Regions from separate parts of the Mus musculus genome. Here region 2 is linked to region 1. The links are chromatin contacts, called in public HiChIP or PLAC-seq maps. All regions are on one chromosome and are shown on one strand. The core of a region is the stretch at or near the end of the contact, and the rest is flanking DNA. Distances in the headings are between cores, read along the strand shown.

Region 1 (7,752 bases), core at 3,283-5,782:
AACGGGGTAACATATGTCTTTAAATCCATGGGAACACAGACAGCCTCTTCTCAGAGCTGCCAAAGAACCATTAACCCCCAAAACTTAATGATTACAATTTTTGTGTTGTTGTCCATGTCTTGGTTTTCTGTAACTGAGAACTGAACCCAGGGCCTGGAAAATGCTAGACACATATTGCTAAAACTATGTGGACAGGAGAGCAGAGAGAGTAACTTTTGTGCCATCCAACTATTGGAACAACGGACCTCAAAGAATTAAAGCTTCCTCCAAAAATCTCACGCTGGAGGAAGAGAAAGGCTGAAGCCTGGTGTCAGCCAGAAGAGCGGCATGAATCCAAGATGAGACTTCACACAATTCTGACAACTGACCAGATCACCTTAAAGGACAGATTAGAACTGAAGTTAGGATGGGCAGGACCACATCTTGACCCAGTCTGTTTAGTTATGCATGCCTCTTTCCTTCCATTTAAACCCAAACGTCATGGCAGTACCCCAAAGATGACACAGGGATCACCAGTCCCCTTGATTTGTTCCTCTTCCCACTGCCATCTTCAATAAATGTACTTTCTCTGCTTTTCACCATTACATGTCTCTTTAATTGGTGTGTCAGGGACAACTGGCAGAGCCTGGCTTGTCTGGGGTGACAGAGGCCAGGCTTTGACCCTAAATGCACCGGTAACAGAACTACCACTAAGCTATGCCATCATTTCTTAAAAATCAATCCCAAATTAATAACGTTTTCCCAACTCTAATGAAATCAATACTCACCGTCTAAGTACCTCCTGGTGTAGGTGGAAAGGGCGAAGCCTGAAAATAATGGACTACATTATGGATTGAGGAAAAACTACAAATTTTGTTTTGGAAGAACATCAAGATACCAAATCGCCACAAATAAGGTGGTCACTGACTTACCCAGCCTTGGCTGTGCTGCCTGGTTTGATTTGCCGGCATTTTATTTACTCCAAAAACCCTAAGCCCTCTGTTACTCTCCCTTTACAGATGGGAAATTGAGACCTAGAAAACCTAAGAAACTAGACCAAAGATACCAGCGAGTCAGAACACAGAAGAACTGTAGAATTACAAAGAGCCAGAGATCTGTTCAATGAAACTCAGTGTTTCACAGGAAACAACTCAAAGCCCTAAAGGAAAAAATGGGAGAGGCAGAAACCTCCAGTTATCTAGTCTGGAAGAAGCTGAGACTCCCAACTCTCTGCCTCCCACTCTATGTCAAAATCATGTCCTAACCAGAGGCTACTCACCACTTAGGTATTCTATTCACAAATAGAATGTACAATGGTTTTTTAAAAATAAAAAAAGTATGAGCAGCCAAGCTAGATACATACCGGTAATCCTAGCTAACTGAGATGCTGAAGGCTAGCCTGGGCTACAGAACTTAAGACTATTCTTAGAACCTTAGCAAGATTCAATCTAAAAAAACAAATAAAATTAAGTGTTAAAAGGATATGCCGAGGTTAAACCACTGCCAAAGTCCTGGGTTTGACCCCTAACACCGGGTGAGGTGGTGGAGAACGGTCAGGGTTGGGAGGGGGAACAAAAACTGAAATGCCATCTAAATACACACCCCCCTTTTATGGGGAGGGGGCACTGTGAGTGTGGTATGTATGTTTCCGAGTCGGTGCGGGTGTGTTTATAAGTGTGTGCTGATGTAGATGATAGACTGCAGCTTTAGTTACTTAATCTAAGAGTGGCAGAGTAATGGAGGTAGCCTTTGTAGACCTACACCTTGTCCCAAGCCCTTGATGTGAATCCATTTGATTTCTACAGCTGTATAATTTTATTACCCCAGCTTACAGATGACTGAAAGCCGGAGCACAGGCAGGTTCAGTAACTTACCCAACATCAAACTCAGGGGAATGGCTGGGTCTCCACACAGGTGCTGTGTTGTGCCTCCTTCCTCCTCACCAAGTCAACCTCAGAGCCTATGTTCCTGTTTCACCAGCCCCAAAAGCCCCAAGTCACATATGCCTCTCCCACTCCCAGCTCCCCACACATCGGCCTCCTCTTTCTAATCTGGCCTGTGGCTCCCCAGATCCATCACATTTCCACTCACACAACCCCTGATAAGACACAGTGCTCTTTTTCTGGCACTAGGGCTCGAAGGCAGAGCTTTCCACACACTGGACAAACCACTCTACGCTGAGCTACATCCCCAGCCCCACAGTGCATCTTTGAAGCCTTCCAACACTGACTTCTTCAAATCCCCTTGCATCTAAAGGTCTCATCTCTCACACTTACTAAAGTGACTATTATCAACACAGTACACATTGCATGTTCAACACAACTCGAAGATCTTTCTCATAATGCAAAAGTTATAAAGGACATGTACTGAGAGCTATTTAACTAGTAAGAAAGTTGAGGCACAGAAAAGCTACTTGGGTGTTTTCATAGCCAATAAACCAAAGGCACATATTCAAGTCTGTAGAATTCAAAGGTCCTTATCTGCATACATCATGGCCATGCATGTCTTTACTTGACCTCATTTTTGAGCCTCTAGATACCAGACTACTCACAAAGTCGTCAACAAATGAATTCGAGAAGGTCCTGAGGAAGACAGTAATCACCTGGAGTGTAAGGGTTTTTTAAACTATTTCGCAAATACCCTAACTTGTGGAAACAATCATATTCAGATAGTCCTTCCCTCAAAAACTTAAATGCTTCTGACTTAAATCTAAGTAATGTTATCCACCGGTTCTGGGACCCAGGACCATCCTCTGCCTTCTTGGTTCCCTCCAAAACCAGCCACCAGGGAGACTTAGCTGTGACTTGTTTTGCTGTCAGCCACTTAAGTCTCTTTTGGTCCCAGGCAAATAACAACTGCCAAAAAGCCAGACTGAAGACTGGTAAACATAAACCAACGCCCCCCACCATTGCAGCCGCTGCCGCTGCCACCGCCACTGAGCATACTGTCAACGCTCATGACATAAGCATCCTCTCTGAATACAAAAGTTGAGCAGCACTTTTTTAATTCCATGAATTACTACAGGAGCAGCTACTGTTCATTCACGCGATGTGAAAATTATCATTTAGGTTATGGAACTGTGCGTCTTAATAACACTATAAACACCACAGTTACATCGAAATAAAATAAGCTATTTAACTCTATCAATTCAACAAATGGGTGAAACAAAACAAACACACACACACACAAAAACATTTTGCTACCCGTCCTCTTTAATACAGTAAAAATACCTTTGTTACTTAGCAGGGTACCTGCGCTCTCTTCCCAACATATGCCACGCCTTTCAGGGTGACAAAAGCAAGGAGATCTGCATTTGCTTTTAAAAATCAAAAAGAAGAGAAAGGAAAATCACTCGGGCGTCTTAACCTAGAATAAAATCTAAAGACAAATTTCACCTTCCTTTTCTTTGCCACAACCCGACTTTCCTCCTCCAGCAAACAGAAAATAGGGGGGGGGGGGGAGAAGGGTGCAACACACAACTCATACTCGTCCCCTCCTAGCGGGGCTCACCCCAAACTTCACCTAAGCGCGAAGCAGGCAGGCACCGGGAATTCCAAGGAAATGGTCTCGCCCCTATCAAAGCACATTTTTAACTTCCTCGAAGCCATTATTTCCCTAGGGCACGATCAAACACTCCCACCCGGACGTACCACCAAACAGACTACTTGTAAGAGAAGCTCAAACACACACAAAGAGAAAACACTATTGGGAGCCGGCGGCGCGAAGCCGCCGCCAAGTAGCCCGGGCCAGCGCTGCCACCGAGGCAGGCGCGGGGTCCCCACTCCGGCCCTCAGGGCAGGAAGCCCGGCACCGCGGCGCGGCTGCAACCCGCGGGCTCCCGCCCTGACCGCAGTGATAAGGTGGAACTGCGCTTCCCACCCGGCCAGCTCCGCCCTCCGGGCCACATTCCTGAGAAGCCCGACTCCCCGGACGCCGCGCCGGGCGCCTGGCGGGCAGTAGCGCGGCGCCGTGGCCGCAGGGCAGGAGCGCAGCGCCGACTCCTCACTGTTCCTGCCCTCGCAGCCGCGCGCCCTGGCCCCGCGCAAACCGCACCCGCGCGCACCGCACGCGCCGGAGCCCCGCACCCGCGCGCCCCGGGCGGGGTCGCCGCGGCCACAGGTAGCGCCACCCCGCCGCCGCCGCCACCCCGCAGGCCGTCTCCAGGCACCTGGATGAACTGGATGGTGAGCGCCGACTTGCCCACGCCGCCACCGCCGACCACCACGAGCCGGTACTTCTCCTGGCCGGAGCCGTCGCGCCAGCCGGCCGCGGCCATCGGGACGCCCCGAGCCCAGCCCGGCCGCCGCGCGCCCTAGGCCCGGCTCCGGGGACGAGTGCGGCCGGCTGGGTTACAGGCGGTAGAGCGCGCGGGGTCCGTGAGTGGCCTGGAGGGCCGCGGAGCGCTATCCCTCGGACCGGCTGGGAGTTGCCCGAGACGCTGGAGAGCCGGGAAGGCTCCAGGGCAGAGGACGCAGCGGCCAGGGAGCGCGCTCTTCTTCGCGGATCTGCAGCGCAGCCGAACGCAGCCTTCGGCACCGCTACAAATGGCCGTCTGGGGGCCGGGCCGCTGGGCTGGGGTACTACATATGCATGAGGGGGCGGGGCTAGGCCGCGCCCGCCCAGGCGGAGACTCTGGAGCGCCCTAGGCAGCAGACCCTGCAGACCTGCCCTCAGAGCACCGGGAGGAGAAGGAAGAAACCGGGAAGATGGACGGCGGTGACAGTGATTGCATAAATCAGGGATCGTGTTCATGAAAGAAACAGCCTGTGATGGCGTGGATGAAAAATAGAACTGTTGTCATATTCACTCAACTCCATACCCTGTTTTCGGAATGCAGATGGTGACTGTATTTGTTTAAAAAAAAAAAAAGTATAAGGCAGCGATTGAAGAAAATGAGACCTGTAGCGGTACCTGAACATATGATAGTCTAGTGACAGTGAGAGAGTGGGTAGTGATTGAGCTTGCACGGGGCCACAGTGCATGTGGACAGATCTGGGGCGTAACATCTTTGTTCCTATGTCTATGTGTGAAAAAATGTGTGATAATTGTGTATGAGGGTCGTGAGAAATTTGCAGGTTGGTGACATGTTTTTTAGGAGGAGCGTGTTCCTTGCTAGCACAGCTTCTACGAACATGATCAGGCCCTTGCCCTTAGAGTCCAGAGGAGGAGGCAGCCGGGACAATAGGCACCTTGTGAGACATAATTGTAAGAACAACAGCTGCTCAGCACTGAGGTCCAAGGTGCACTTACCCCAGAGCTGGCTAGTCAGAGAAGGTTTTCCCAAAGACCCGAGGAATAATCTTGTAAACAGATGAGTGAATGGGAGAAAAGTATTCCAGGGAAAGAAAACCAAGCTGAGCCGTGTGTGGTAACCCACGCCTTTAGTTCCAGTATTCTGGAAGCTCAAAGAGTTCAAGGCCAGCCTGACCTACATAGTGAGTTCCAGGCCAGGGCTGGAAGAGTGAGACCTAGTCTGAAAAGATAGGAAGAATGAAAGAGAGAAAAGAAAACCATGATATGCAGAAGCCAGAGATGGCAAAAGGACACATTCTGTTGTGTGGTTTTGAACGTTCTCGGGGGAGTTTACAAGCTTGCAGATATAAATAGAAACTCACTGTGTGTGACTTGGATGTGGTAGGGATATCTCTATAGAGGCCACGTAAGATGGAGGCTGTGGTCTTCTCAGAGGGTACACTGGTTCAAATCCTGCCTGCTTTGCTAATGGCATAGCGATGGGAACTTAAGCTCTGTGCCTCAGCTTCCAAATAAGCTCTCAAATAAGGGCCCGAGCCAGTGGATGGCGCACCCGCAAGCCTACCGACCTGATCTTTGGGACCCACAGGCAGGGAGAAAAGCAACCCCCAACACTTGTTCTCTGCCCTCCACAGTTCCTTCACTGCCGAGCAGACATCCCACCCAAACACATATATACACAAAGAAACGCAGTGCTTAATACAGTGTGGGCTAAGCATGGTGGTTTTACAATATGCCCTCCAGTTCTTGAACACTTCGTGCCCTGAATGAAGCCAGTAGAATACAGTAGGGGAGATACAGAATGGCTTCCGAGGCCACAGCGTAAAAGACCACACAGTTTTTAACTCTCTCCTGGGAGTCAAGTGAAAATTGATTACCATGAGATGGCTGTGTATACATACCAAACAAAAGTGCCCCTGAATCCAGAAGGGAACCAGCCAGAGAGAAGGAGGAGGGTCCTGGGAGGGCAGTATAGGGGAGGGGCAAATTTGAATGAAGCGTCATAGTGCATGTGTATGGAAATGCCATAATGAAGCTTACCTATTACTTTGTATCCATCTTGTAAATTTAATTTAAAAACACAGAAATGGCTGGAGAGTTGGCTTAGGGGTTAAGAGCACTGGCTGTTCTTCCAAAGGTCATGAGTTCAATTCCCAGCAACCACATGGTAGCTCACAACCATCTGTAATGGGATCTAATGCCCTCTTCTGGTGTGTCTGAAGACAGTGACAGTGTACTCATATACACATAAAATAAATAAATAAATAAATCTTAAAAAAAAAACACTGAAAAATATGAAGTATGGTGGTACATGCCTTTAATCCCAGCATTCAGGAAGCAGAGGTGGGTAGGTGAGTCTCTGTGAATTTAAGGCCGGCCTGCTCCACATCTTGAGTTCTAGGACAGCTAGGTCTGCATAGTGAGACCCTGTCACAAAAAATAAAAAGAGGTAGGGGTCAGAGATCAGAGGTTAAGAACAGTTGCTGCGATCTTGGTCCGAGACCCGCCGAACTTAGGAAATTAGTCTGAACAGGTGAGAGGGTGCGCCAGAGAACCTGACAGCTTCTGGAACAGGCAGAAGCACAGAGGCGCTGAGGCAGCACCCTGTGTGGGCCGGGGACAGCCGGCCACCTTCCGGACCGGAGGACAGGTGCCCACCCGGCTGGGGAGGCGGCCTAAGCCACAGCAGCAGCGGTCGCCATCTTGGTCCCGGGACTCCAAGGAACTTAGGAATTTAGTCTGCTTAAGTGAGAGTCTGTACCACCTGGGAACTGCCAAAGCAACACAGTGTCTGAGAAAGGTCCTGTTTTGGGCCTTCTTCTTCGGCCAGGAGGAGGTCCAAATACAAGATATCTGCGCACCTTCCCTGTAAGAGAGCTTGCCAGCAGAGAGTGCTCTGAGCACTGAAACTCAGAGGAGAGAATCTGTCTCCCAGGTCTGCTGATAGACGGTAACAGAATCACCAGAAGAACAATCTCTAAACAGAGTCAACTATAACTACTAACTCCAGAGATTACCAGATGGCGAAAGGTAAACGGAGGAATCTTACTAACAGGAACCAAGACCACTCACCATCACCAGAACCCAGCACACCCACTTCGCCCAGTCCAGGGAACCCCAACACACCTGAGAACCTAGACCTAGATTTAAAAGCATATCTCATGATGATGGTAGAGGACATCAAGAAGGACTTTAATAAATCACTTAAAGAAATACAGGAGAACACTGCTAAAGAGTTACAAGTCCTTAAAGAAAAACAGGAAAACACAATCAAACAGGTAGAAGTCCTTACAGAAAAAGAGGAAAAAACATACAAACAGGTGATGGAAATGAACAAAACCATACTAGACCTAAAAAGGGAAGTAGACACAATAAAGAAAACTCAAAGCGAGGCAACACTAGAGATAGAAACCCTAGGAAAGAAATCTGGAACCATAGATTTGAGCATCAGCAACAGAATACAAGAGATGGAAGAGAGAATCTCAGGTGCAGAAGATTCCATAGAGAACATCGGCACAA
Region 2 (7,752 bases), core at 1,608-4,107, 43 kb after region 1:
TTCTGAACCAACTGTGTACCAACAATGACCCTTAACTTCCAAACCTCCCGCCTTTGCCTCCCACGTACTAGGATACAAATGCCACCATGCTCAGCTTTCTTCCCATTTTATGACTTTTGCTTTTAAAGCGTTAAAATTGTTTCTAACATTTAACTTTCTCCAAGAAGCAGAAAAATACAAGGTACTAAACCAGCAACTGTGATGTGTACAGAAGCCAAACTTGTTGACCTCAGGGCTTCTTACAGCTTGCTTAAGGAACAATGTGCCTCCTACCCAGGGTACAGTGGAGAGCAAACCATAGCCTCATGCATGCCAGATCAGTGCTCTACCACTGAGCTACACTCCCAGCTAAGGACTGATGTCTTCACGGGGGGACAAGACCCTCCCCTTCCAAGGATTCTGGTGCCTTCGGTTCTCAAGTCTTCCTGGTGTCCTGCCAGCAGTCTCAACTTGCTTGTTATTATTAATTTTTATTAATTCTTTGAGAATTTCATAATGCCTACAATGTATTTTGATCATATTCACCTCCCATCCTCCCCTTAATTCCTTCTAGATACACCCTTACATCTTTGCCATCAGGATATCTAATTTCTTCTTGTTGTCTCTTTGTATATGGCCACTTGACAAACCACAACAATAGCAACCAGCAACCAACAACAGCAGCAGCATTAACTAGCAACTAACAACAGCAGCAGCATTAACCAGCAACCAGCAACTAGCAACCAGCAGCAATGAATCAGCAACTAACAACCTGAAACAACAGTATCATCCAGCGACCACCAGGAGCAGCCACAGCCACACCCCTCTCTAGGCTCTAGCATTTATATACCCTCTTAAGAGTCCCCACAATCTCAAAAATCATACAATTGCAGAAACTATCTGCAGCTGGAAAAACTGTGACACCCCTGCCAGAGCAGTCATAGACAGGTGCTGTGGACAATCTGAAGCAGACCCATATCCCACACCTGGGATTAAACTGAAAACATATTTTTATAGCATCTCTGTGTTTTTAAAGAAACCAAAATTCTCAATACACATGGGTGTGGAGCCATCCACTAGGCCATGGCCAACCTATCAGAAGACAGTAGTTCCTCAGCGATGGGCAGGCGCTGACTGGCTTCATCTTGTTCTTGAGTGCAGCAATCATGACCTGTCCAGAAGGCTCTTTCACTCAAATCCTCAGGACCTCTGTCTCTCTCTCTCTCTCTCTCTCTCTCTCTCTCTCTCTCTCTCTCTCTCTGTCATGGTCCCTGAGCCTTGCAGGCATAGATGAATGACTCGCTTTTTGTCAGTGACTCCCTCTGCCAGTGTCTCCTGCTTTAATTTGGTTTCACTTAAAAGTAGAAGGTGAAACAGAAACCTTGGTCTAGGTGTTTGTTTTTGGAGAATAGAGGTAGAGCAAAACAGGTCAAAGAGGGAAAAGATGAATATCAAGACTCTCACTGTGGCAGTAGGGGCTGTAGAATCGACCACAGGATTATTTTCCTGAGCCTGGGGTACTGTCACATGCACTTGAGGAGGCTGAAGTGAGATAGCTTGAGCCCAGAAGTGTGAAGCCAGCCTGGTTTACATAGTAGAGAACTTAGGAGTTGGATTAGAGTTGTAGCTCGATGGGAGAGTGTATGTTCCCCATGTACAAAGTCCCCAGCACCAAAAATGTCACCTCGTGCTTCTGAAGCTCTGCACACCAAGGGATGTGTGTCTACTTCCTGTGATCCTGGCTGACTGAGGACCATGCCCAGTGACTTCGATTCATACCCCAACTACATTGCCTGTTCCCGTGCGTGTTAGCCAGTTAGCTTCTAACAACATGCACGAAGCTCCAGGGCAAGAGGGAAACATGTGAGTCCCATCCCTGTGGGGCTCTGCTGTTGGTTCAGGTGGGTTTGAGCTGTGACCCAAGTAGGAAGTGCCAGGCTCAGCTGTCACATGCTTTGTCTTTGACCAGAGACAAGGTCTCCATCCACTTCCTCTGTTGCAGATGCTACTCTATGTCACTGAAGATGTAGTTTGTGTTCTTATTCGTCTCCCACATGGGATGGGTGATTCGGAGTAAGAGAAAAGGAGTTTGGTCTCGCTGTGGTGTCATGGGATTTTGATGGACCCCACCTTTACGACTAAGAGAGCACAAGCTTATGGATTGTTAAGTATTGAGAGCACCTTTGTGACCAGTCCCCAAACCCTGTCCCTAGCCCTTCCAGCTGTCTCATCTCTCAGTTTCTTTGACATTGGTAGTTAGCAAAGTAGGGTCTGCTCATCTGAGGCCACAAACTAGACTCCTGTGCAGGAAGGTATTCTCAGAATCAGACTCTCACAGAAGCTGGACAGCTTCGCTGGCCATCAGTCTTACACTGAGAGGCTGTCTTCAGTCATTACATGGACGGCATTAGCTCTAACCATGAGCATGACATGGACCTGAGGGAAAAAAACCACCTTTTGGAGCAGGTAAAATGGCTCAGGAAAAAGTCACTAGCTGCCAAGCTTGGTGACAACCTGAGTTCTACCCACACAGAGGAAGGAGAAATGTGACTCCAGCAAGTTGTCCTCTGGCCTTTGCATGTGTGTGGCAGCATGAATACCTAATTTCTCTTTCCAAATGAATAAACAAACAATTAATAAGCTAAAAAATTAAGCTCTTCTTATGGATGACAATTAAAACCAGCCAAGAGACAGAGAAAAGGACATGTCACTCTCGGGAAAGCTCAGATCCTCTCATGTACTTTCTCCTCTATGGCATTTTATCCTTCTGTGGTTCAGTATTTAATTGTGAGACTCATCGTCTAATGACCAGCCCTCTGCCTTTGCCATTGCTAAGCTTGATGAGAGGAGCAACGTGTTACCATCTTAAAACCACTTCCTTCTGCACCTAAGCAGTTAGATTCTAATCAGTGTTGTACAGTGTGCGCATTCAGTGGCTAGGGCTGCGCCTCCAAATGATATGTGCTTCACGGAGAATGGGGTATTGTGCATAAGAGGAAGGTTAGAGGTCCGGTTGCTTCCCAGATTTCCTGACTCAGAGGCTGAACCATGTCGTCAGGATCCAGGTTCTTTCCAGCTGAGTATTCCACTTTCAGTAGTGATGTCATCCTCTAGTGACAAGATGCCTGGAAGTTTCAGGCATCACCCAAAATCCAGAAGAAAAACAGAGAACTTCTCTCCTGGCCTTCCCCTTTCCCCTTGTATTTTGAGATTGAGTCTCATTCTCAGACTGGCCTAAAGCTCGATGTGTGGCTGAGGTTGGTCTTGAACTCCTGATTCTCCTGCTTCTCCCTTCCAGGTGTTGGGATTACACGCATGTGCCATCATGCTCAGCTCCTCCTGGATCTTTCTTTGACTTCTGCAAGACTGTGTTTAGGGCTGACCTTTAGGAGTAGGGAGTAAGGAAGAGTGGCCTCCTTCTCCCGATACTCTTGCCTATGCGAGGGAGAAACAGATAGGAAGGGAAAGAGTTGATTTTTAAAAACCAGTTCAAATGGAAGCTGGAGGCAACAGAGAACCCACTGTGAATTTACAGACACTGTAAATCCTTGTGGTTTAATTCCTGTTGGAAGCTGCTGGCCTGACACAGCTAATGATGTTAGACATCTAGCTGCCATCCTCCCTAAAGCATCTCTCCTCTTTCTTTCCTGCTACCCACATCCCTGACGGGTTCTGGGATCAACCCTCTTACCTTGAGTGGTCTGTCCCCTCACTGAGGGCACTGTTTGCACTTGTGGTCAGTCTGCCTTACAGAAGACTCTCTGATGAGTGTCCTCTTGAATTGCACGTCTGTATCTATGGACAAGAACCCTCTCATTAAAAAAACAAGGACAATTATATCATCCATCATCCCTCTTTCTCAAAACCAAGAGACTTAGAGCCACACATAATGCTCAATGGCTGTGGTGACCTCATCCCAGGCTCTTGGTACCACCGTGTTTCTCCTTTCTTTAGAAGTTCACCTAATGTCTGGCTGCACTTGTCTATGCTATAAGCTAAGACTTGAAATGACTGGTTCCCAGAACTTTTGAGACCTTATCAAGGAGAGAACCAAGAGAAACATGGCTTAGTCTAGCATATTCCCCTGAGTCAGTGATTGATAACTCAGATTACATGTCTTAATTTGATTTTTATGAAACAGGATCTCATGTAACGCAGGCACTTCTGGGAAGTTCTAGGTGGTGTTGACTACAGAATCCTAATAGCAGTGCTGGCAGTCCGAGGAAGGAGCTAGGTTTGAGCAGTCATCAGGAGTTGTCAACTATAGATATCCTCCCCCCTTTTAAAGCTGAACACTTCTCTCTGTACTTCACATATCCTTGCCTTTCATGTATAGTTGTCCTGCTGGGACAAGGGACTAATGGCGGGGGTCTTAACTCACTCTTGGGCCATAGAAACTCAGAGGACAGCAATATTCCCTACATGAGGGCCAACCTGTGTCACCCATGAGTCTCCAGATGAGACTAGATAGGACTGGGCAAGCACAATCTCAGGTCTCACTGAGGAAGCAGAAGCAGCAGTGGGGCTGCCTCGTGAGGAGGCTTCATCCCTCCCTCCTTCCCTCTCTCTTTCTCTCCCTCCCTCTCCTCTCCCTCCCTCTCTGCCTCCCTTTCTTTCCTTCTCTCCTTTCTTCCTATGTTTACTCACTCTTTCTTCCCAGCATTCCTTTCTGCCTCTGCCCCCACCCACAGAGCGGAAGTTCCAGGTCCACATGAGAGCACGTGAAGACTGTAGCATGGGCAGAGGGATCTAAGTCAGATCCTCATGGCTGTGTAGTGAGTACTTGTAATCACTCATAACCATCTCCCCAGCCCCAAGCTTCCTCATTTTTTTAGTATGTCAAGAGAAAGTGGACTTACTGTGCCAAAGGTCACTTGTAATTTTGATGCACAGTGAGGGGGGATATTTCTATTCTTTGAGACGGGCCTTGACACGTATTCCAAGCTGACCTCAAACTCATGACTCGCCCTGCCCAAGACTCCAGATCTGACAAGACCTACCTGTTTTTGAACACATGTGGGACAGCAGTCTGAGAGAATCTATGAATAAAATTCCTTTCTGAGTCTGGCACGTTGGTACACATCTATAATCCTAGCTGGGCCAAGGATGCAGAACCAGCCTGGGCTACAAAGCAAGTTCTTCCTCACCATGGGCTAGAAAGCAAAAACTTGTTTTGTCTCAGAAATAAAACAAGTAATGAAAAGGAAGATGCTTTTCTTTTGATTCTTATAGTGAAGTGATGGGGTTTAGTGTCTTGAGATCATTAATTAATTAATTAATTAATTGATTAATCTTAAATCTCCCAGCAATGGTCACTTACTACCCTAAGGTCACCATGACAGGACTGACAATTGTCTCCCTAAACCTATTCTCTTCCTCTTTAATAGTAGCAGGTGGCTACATGTGTCCTTGTGATTAAATTTATAACAGACTGTGAGTGGACGTCAAGGGAACTCGAACTTTGCCGCATTTGTTTAAGAATATTTGCCTTGGACCACTTAACTCCAGCATCTCTTACAGCTGAATCTCGCCCCGCCCAGTGGCCCATCCTTGAGCGTGCTTGAAACTCACACTTCAGGGTGTTTAATTAGGTGATGTCTAGGAAGGGGAAATGTTTTGTTCACTGACAGCCATCAAGCAGGTGTAGGATCGTTGGTCACAGAGTCTGCAGGTTCAGAATTCAGATATGGAATACAAAGTTTGGGACCTTACTGCTGAGATTGGGAAGGGATGAGGTAAGAGGGCAGGGCTGGACCTGGAATCTTCAGCTTTGCATGTTTGCTTCTGAGCGCCCCTCTCTGAGTGAGCTGCTACCTTGTGCTCCGATGGAGTCTGTTGAGTCTGATCTTATGAAGGAAATCCTAGAGGCTTCTAGGATTTTCCACCTCCAGGATGTCCAGCTCAGCCTCATCTTTCCTCGGGTCCTTTTCTTGAGGCTGAGGAAGATGCAGGAGTTTTCATCAATAATATAAAGTAATGACACAATGTTGGAGAAGAAAGAGAACCAGATACAAAATCTAGTTACGACACTTCTCAGGCTCCTAATATGTCAGAAAGGATTCAGAATAGAGGGAAGTCATCTAGTTCCTCTAAGAGTCTCTTTTCCTTGAATATTCTAACAACACAGTCCTGACCACATGGCCCTCAGTCAAGCAGCATTAATGTCACCTGGGAACTTACAAAAAGAATGCATATCTTTTAGGCTATACTAAATCGGAAGCTCTGTAATGAGACTTACTTATTCAGAAATGTTGTCCTATAGCGTGGTGTTTAGGAACCCAGTCTCTCCTAAGCCCATACCTTGCCATTGAAAGAGTATGACACACAGCAGACAGTGCCTGCTGTACTCTCTACAATGTCCTTGTCTTGCAGACACTGTAATTGTGTAGATGTTTAAGGCAAATCTCTGGCACGATAGTAGTGTTTCTTAAAGTCGGGATACATGGGCTGGTGAGAACGTTCAGTTGGTGAAATGTTTGTCACACAAGCATGAGGACCTGGATTTGATCCCCTGAACCCATATCAAAACTCTGGGCACGGTGCCTTGTATTTACAACTCTAATGCTGGACAGGCAGAGACAGGTGGGTCTCTAGCACTTACTGGCCAGCTATCCTAGCTTCCTTGGCCACCTCCAGGCCAGAAAGAGAGAGACCCACCACCACTGCAAAACAATAAGTTACAAAGAAAAAGGAGGCTAGAGAGGTGGCTCAGTGATTAAAAACACTGGCTAGAGCCGGACGTGGTGGCGCATGCCTTTAATCCCAGCACTTGGGAGGCAGAGGCAGGTGGATCTCCGAGTTCGAGGCCAGCCTGGTCTACAGAGTGAGTTCCAGGACAGCCAGGGCTATACAGAGAAACCCTGTCTCGAAAGACAAAACAAAACAAAACAAAACAAAACAAAAGCACTGGATGTTCTTCCAGAGGACCTGGTTTCCATTCCCAGCACCCACATAATGGCTTGCAATCATCTATAATGCCAGCTGTAAATAATCCAATTCCCTTTTCCGGCCTTTGTGTGTACCAGGCAAGCAAAACACCCATACATATAAAAAATAGTAACTAGGAAGGAAAAAGGAAGAAAGGAAGGAAGAAAGAAGGAAAGAAAGGAAGAAAGAGAGAGAGAGAGAGAGAGAGAGAGAGGGAGAGAGAGAGAGAGAGAGAGAAAGGGAAGGAAGAAAGGAAGAAAATAATAGTTGATGCCTGAGAAAGGACACCCATGGTTGTCTGAGACCTTGGCCTGCATGTTCCTCTCCCCACCCCACCCCACTGCTCCCAATTATCTCCCTGCTCTACACCCAGTAGGAAGGAGAACGTGAAATTCAGTCTTTCATAAACTTCACAGGAGTGTTGCTAGTGTTGAGCATGGCCTTGGACAGTTTGGGGAGCTGCATTCATTTGAGTCCAATGCCTCCGGGTAAGGAAAGGGTCTTCGGGCTTATCTCAGACATCCTGAGCAGAACAGAAGGCTTGCTGAGAATGGAAGATTTTCAGGTTTCCCTACCCTGACATACAGTGATGTGAAGCTCACTGTGTCTGCCTAGCAGATTCCCAGGGCCTTCCCAGACAACACCCTCCACTATTCTTTGCCAAGCTGGGAAAGCAGCAGATTTCTCTTTCTTTCTTTCTTTCTTTCTTTCTTTCTTTCTTTCTTTCTTTCTTTCTTTCTTTCTTTCTTTCTTTCTTTAGCTGAGCTCTGAGTCAGAGGTGGCCCACGTGTCAGAACCTATGCTCATGCTGTTAGGGGTGGAATTGCAAAACTGTCCCCAAAGGGT

Evidence for each region. HiChIP or PLAC-seq counts read pairs in DNA pulled down with a chosen protein or histone mark.
Region 2: a BATF HiChIP or PLAC-seq map of CD8 T cells shows a contact between it and region 1, with 9 read pairs. The contact joins the enhancer-like site here to the promoter of Rras2 in region 1. A contact is called at or near these places in 2 of 39 promoter capture datasets (3T3-L1-derived adipocytes and the C10 cell line), 2 of 15 datasets of contacts at CTCF or cohesin (the NIH/3T3 cell line and large pre-B cells), 3 of 484 Hi-C or Micro-C datasets (embryonic fibroblasts, group 2 innate lymphoid cells and regulatory T cells), 12 of 115 datasets of contacts at active chromatin or transcription factors (CD8 T cells, the SCID.adh cell line, bone marrow-derived dendritic cells and 7 more) and 3 of 9 other capture datasets (adipose tissue, liver and pancreatic islet).

What each region holds. Positions count from the first base shown.
Region 1 is chr7:114,113,249-114,121,000 of GRCm38.p6, forward strand. Rras2 (related RAS viral (r-ras) oncogene 2) reads right to left here and starts at 4,533. Exons shown (of 6, transcript NM_025846.2): 1 at 4,148-4,533. The coding sequence starts at 4,255.
Region 2 is chr7:114,158,419-114,166,170 of GRCm38.p6, forward strand. No RefSeq gene overlaps it. Among named protein-coding and RNA genes, the nearest start is that of Rras2, 45 kb to the left of the region's middle. Within about 2 kb of position 2,858, at least 41 of the 459 cell types and tissues checked have an H3K27ac peak or open chromatin away from gene starts, as enhancers often do. A contact at or near this core is called in CD8 T cells, the SCID.adh cell line, effector CD8 T cells and 2 more, where this site is marked.